Regions from separate parts of the Gasterosteus aculeatus genome. Here region 2 is linked to region 1. The links are chromatin contacts, called in public Hi-C maps. All regions are on one chromosome and are shown on one strand. Each heading gives the region's core, a stretch centred on a gene start, on an enhancer-like site or on the middle of the called end of the contact. The rest is flanking DNA. Distances are from core to core; before and after follow the strand shown. Region 1 holds the start of fut8b (fucosyltransferase 8b (alpha (1,6) fucosyltransferase)). Region 2 overlaps fut8b (fucosyltransferase 8b (alpha (1,6) fucosyltransferase)).

Region 1 (2,692 bases), core at 62-2,561:
TTTAGGAGTCCGTTGATCACAGTGGGAAATATGTATGTACCAAACGTAGGTGGTGGTTGTTATTGTGATTCAGCTCCTCGCCGCTGGACTGAGGCCTCTCAGAGGCATGCTGGATATTTACTCAGAGATAGATGGCCAAACAGCACCAAATGAAAAGCCCTGGGGTAATATGAATTTGATTTAGTGTCTCCAGTTGGACTGAAAATGGGGGATAGAAAAACATCCTAATTAACAGAGTGGTCCTTGGCTTCTGATTTCTTTTCTTTAGCTTTGAAAATAACCTGAAGATGAAATGGCTTTTCATCCATTTTCAAATAGATGAAAAGCTAATATTCTTCTCTGACATGAAGAAAAGCAAATGAGACCAGATTAAAATGGATATTGTGAACCAAGGCTGTGAGTTACTGAATAAGCAGGTCTCTGCAGGGAGACTGCTGAGCTCCGGCCTTTACGAGAGGGGTTTATAGTGTGTAGCTGCTGACTAGAAGCTGTGTCCACTCAGGTATGCGGTTTACCAACATAAATGGATGACCATTGCACCAGACCTTTTACAGCAAAGAAATCATCAATCTCTTAAAAAGCTGAGTCATGCAGAGCTGTAAATTGCATCGTGTAACATTAAGACTTCCATTCAGTAGCCCACTCATCCTTTAATTATACTTCAGTAAGACCACTTTGTCATTTGCTCCGGAAAATTGGCGGCGAAAACAAAATGCAGTTGAAGAATATTTTTTTGGGCCATTTGTTGTCAACATTCAAATGTTTTTGTGTATAAGAGTTTAGGGGTTTATTTGGTCACACACTGAGACATCTCAGACATCTGCCATCACCTCAACACAATTTAGACGTGGGATGTTGTCTATGATGGCTAATTAACAAGAAGTTGAATAATAATTTCAAAATGGAAACTTTGCACCTCGTTGTGCCCCTCATCACCCCGGTGGCACCAGACCTGTCTGTCCGATCTGTCTGAGCCCGACTGCAGTACAACAAAATAACGCTGGTGTGCGCACTGCAGCTTCCACTCCACCCGCCTTCCATCCGTAGCCAAGTCAGCCGGTGACAGCCAGAAACACACCGGAAATGAACCCGCCATGCCGTCAAAATAAAACACTCATTCTGCTAGAGAACGAATTTCTGACCTAGTATGTATTGTTCTTAATCTTAAAGGTTGCCTACCGTAATAAAAACATCTGTCATTTCCTCACAGCTACAGCAGTCAAATGCAAATAAATCACTAAATTATAGCTGTTTAAAGGCCGAACCGGTGCGTTGCGAGCTATCCAGTGGCCGCGCAGGCTTTTAATCTGAAGTCAGGACAGGATATGAAATAGCCCCCTCGCCTCCCTTCGGTACGCGCTGACACGCCATCCACCTAGCAGATCCCCACAGAGCCGCCTCGACTGCCGTATTCAGAGATCCCAGCTCCCCCAGTTCCTGTTTCCGCCGCAGGCTTTTTTTTGTTGTTAAGGGAACAGCCATCCTCAGCTGCGCCAGACCGAGTCTCCGCAGCCCCGGTCGGATGCCGCTGGAAGCCGGTATACCATGTCGAGGTAGGCGATACCATCCCCGCCGCGCGGCGGAAACGTTTTTGGTAGCTGCGGTTGCTCGGTTCACAGATTCCCCCTCCCCGCTACGTCGTCGCCCCCCGGCCCTGTTGACTGCGTCGCCGCTGAGACCCCCGGTGACCACAGGGCGCTCGCGGTAGGTTAGGAATCTCTGGTGCCCCGTTACACCGGGTGCCCGTTACTCGGACGCATTCGGTTCGCGGTGTTCCGCCCGGTGAACCTCGCAGCGCCCCTCGCCGCGCTTTCGCCCTTCCGATGGTTATTCTCAGCCGGGCGAAGAGAGTGGAAGTGTTTGAACACTTCCACCTGGTGTCCGTTACCTGCTCCGCGCGGAGTGATGCTGTTTGTTTTCACAGCTAACGGGCATCAACAGGGGCTACAAGCATGTAGCATGCAAGCTAGCTGTCTGCATGGGGTGCGTTTGTTTTGCTTTTTTTTTTTTTTTTTTATATCCAGCAAATTGTGGCCGCATAACTCAAGTTATCACCTTCCGGCGAGGGTGCACTCGCCTTTTAACCCCCACGCGCACACAAACACACGCACACAACGAGGAAATAAGAGACACATGACTCTCGGGGAGGCGCCCTGGCAAGTGTGCGTGTGTCCTCCGGTGTGGACAAAGCAGCTGCCCGTTAGTCCGGCAAAGAGTCCTCGCAGCCGGGCGTGCGTTTCGTTTTGTTGCTCGTCTTGGAAGTGTGTTGCATTTATTTATTTTTATGAATGATTTATAATGCGTCACATTACGTCACATTACGCTCAGTCCGAGCTTCATATTTTTATTGTCACCTCCTCTGGACAGTCGGAGGAAGAAATGGGAGGAGGGGGCACTTTACACAGCGGATGATGATGATGATAGAAGAGGTGGCAGCACAGGCAGACGGTGTATGTGCTTCAGTGTAGCTCATCTAAAAGAGTCTGGCATCCTGGTGCTGGGGGGGTTAGAGGTTCAAACCCCCCACCTCTGTGGAAGATGTGTGTCTGCCTTCACAGACTGTTAAGGATGACATGCAAATGGACAGCTCACACAGCAGATCACCGTGGATGTGGATGTGTGTAATATTGATATTGTCATGATCTCCACATCTGAAGTTGAAAGCCTTTTTAAAAATGTATATTCCATGTGA
Region 2 (2,692 bases), core at 134-2,633, 40 kb after region 1:
CGACGTGCTCCCGGCGCGCCGAACCCCGATTCGCCGACTCACACACGTTCTGCAGTTCCGGGCTGAGAAGATTCGCTGAATGTTGCAGAAAAGACGGAACCCGTTTTCCCTTCCCGCTGACATTAGATCGTAAAGGTTTCATCCGAAGCACCCTACATTTTTTTTATGATTCCATCCTTTTGTGTTGAGAATCCCACGACGTTGGGAGTGCTTTATAGTACAGAGGGGGGATTTAACCACACACATTCATCAAATACCTGAAGGGATCTTGTTTACATTTTCTCGTTCAGGCTGATGCAGTTGCATGAGATATTGATTTTTAAATAAATTTTTTCTAATCACAAAATGCACTTTTTTCATCACTGAGAGGATGAAGGCACAAAGTAAGTCGACCTGCTGAACATATTCATAGCACACTGCTCATCGGGTTTATCTAGCTCTGCTGAGTGCAAACGTCATGTGCAATCAATCAATCACCACTCTGATTCAAATTACTATCACCTGCCTGGCCTACAGATTCAGTCCAGTGATTCGGTTATTCAGGCCACCCTTAAGTGATTTCAGTGACAGGCAACGCGCCAACCTACCAATCACCCCGCAGCATTAATGAGAGGTGATCGCCAGGTCGAGTTGCTCAGTCTGTCTGGCTCCGCCCTCTCCGCGGCTGTCAGTCACCTCGGGCGCGAAGCCACGGCTCTCGCGGAGACAGTGACACGCGCCGGCCCGGTGGTGTGACATCGGAGGGAGCGAAGGTTGAGAGTGACAGCTGGGCTGAGCGATGAGGACCTGATCGATTTCCCCCCCGCCTCCACCCGGGCATGCCAACATAGGGTTGGAGGGAGGGGAAGGGGAGGCGAATCATGATGGATGGCGTGAGGACTGCGCCAACGGAAATGCAGCAAGCAGGAAAAATGCGGTGGCGGTGGGAGGAGTTGTGAAGGCTGCCGTCGAATGGCCCTGAGATCTCGTGTGGAACCTTTTGCATCTCTGCGTCATTTGGGGCCCTGTGTTGCAAGTAAATCAGATTCATTCAAATTCATTTACAAAACTATAAAAAAACGTACGTACGCAGTTTGGTGCGCTGGAACCGATGTCCACCTGTAAAGTTCTCGAGCAGCATGTTGGATCACTGATTAAACATCAAGTTAAACCCGGATAGTGAAGACAAGAGTCACACTTGTTTCGACCATTTACCTTACTTCCATTACCACGCTGGTGAAAACTATAGACAACACAAAACGTTCGGTAGACATCAACCTTACATTACTGAGGCCCAGCTGGAGAAGGTTGACCACACACACACACACACACACACGCATTAGCCCCGTTGGTGGAGCTGTGGGTTGTCAGCTCATCTCTGTGGAGCAGGGCTCGGGTGGAGCTGGCTCGCCGTGGCCGCGCTGAGGCTTCACTGCAGGCGACGTGGGAATGCACCGCGCCGAATCGCTTTACTCTGAACCGTACCGTTTAGGTCAGTGGCCATAACAGGAAGACTGCAGAGGAAGGCGATGTCAAGGATTACCTGATTAGACACAATGAAGAAACATTTGCATGAACACAACCGACGCACTGTAGCACATGCACAATGCAGTATTGTACAGTCGTGCACGGTGTTAGCGTTTTTTATTGTTCCGACCGGATGTTCCGCCGTGTTTACCCTCATGTTCCCACCGACACGTTCCCGTGGCTTATTAGCTTGACTTATTGGAGTCAAGTGATGTGCTTGAACACAGTTGAGTTCACAGCAACGTTTGGGACGGATCCGTTCCTTCTGCGGCGCGTCCCCGGATGTAGTTGGTGCAGAGCGAGGCGACGTGAAATCAAACGCCCAGTTCAGATTTTTTTTTCTTTTTTTTTTTTTTTAAGGCAAATTGCGTTCACGTAGCCTGCTTTCATCTACGCCTCCCCGAATACTTTACATCTCCATCCATATGCATGGCTTCCCAGGTCAGCGCATCGGGTTTTCTTTGAAGTGGAGCAGATTACATTAAATCGAACAGCAGAAATATGGATGAGTCACAGTGCCACCCGGGCCGCCGACAATCAAACCGCTCCGCCCGGCTCTGATCGCCGTGTGAACTTCACTGGTTACCGGATGAGGGGGGGCGGGAGCCCGTGGAGCAGCCGTACCGCCATTTCAGAGGAAACTGGGTCGCACGCTGATCCTCACCTGCTTCTGTTTTTTTTGGGGGGGGCTCAGTGCTGTGGCTCATCGGGCCCTGCTGCCATAGCTCGTCTTTTAGTCCGCAGTATGTTACAGTTTTAGCAACACTTAAAGCCCCCAGGGAAATGATGTCATAGTCTGCCTGAACAATGGAAGGGTGGGTTAGGGTGTGGCCTGTGGGAGATCGAGTTGATTATTGTTTGAACGGATTGAGCTACGGGAATAGAGGTAATACTCGAGGAGGAAATTGAACTGGGTCTTATTTCAAGAGATCTGGGACAGGAAGGTGGAGTGAGCAGTCACAGGTTTCCCAGAGAGAGGAAGTGTGAACTTTAAGGCAAATGTATCCCCGTGATGCAAAACGTGTGTGAAGGTTTATCTCCGTCGATCATTCCGTTACATAATCATTCCTTTTCCGTAATTTCTCCGCCTGCTCAGTGAGTGCGCCGTTAAGTCGAAGGCCATGGCTCCCCACTGATGGAGGCTTGAACAGAGAGGAGGGTGGGGGGGTATGCAGCAAGACGGGTC

The links. Hi-C and Micro-C count contacts between places; a contact is called where the count stands out from the background.
Region 2: a Hi-C map of liver shows a contact between it and region 1, with 1.7 times the contacts expected there. The contact joins the enhancer-like site here to the promoter of fut8b in region 1. A contact is called at or near these places in 2 of 6 Hi-C or Micro-C datasets (liver and whole body).

The regions. Positions count from the first base shown.
Region 1 is chr18:8,455,102-8,457,793 of fGasAcu3.hap1.1, forward strand. It overlaps fut8b (fucosyltransferase 8b (alpha (1,6) fucosyltransferase)), which reads left to right and starts at 1,312. Exons shown (of 10, transcript XM_040160709.2): 1 at 1,312-1,553.
Region 2 is chr18:8,495,493-8,498,184 of fGasAcu3.hap1.1, forward strand. All of the region lies in intron 2 of fut8b (fucosyltransferase 8b (alpha (1,6) fucosyltransferase)), which reads left to right. Among protein-coding and RNA genes, the nearest start is that of fut8b, 40 kb to the left of the region's middle. Within about 2 kb of position 1,384, at least 2 of the 9 cell types and tissues checked have open chromatin away from gene starts, as enhancers often do. A contact at or near this core is called in liver, where this site is marked.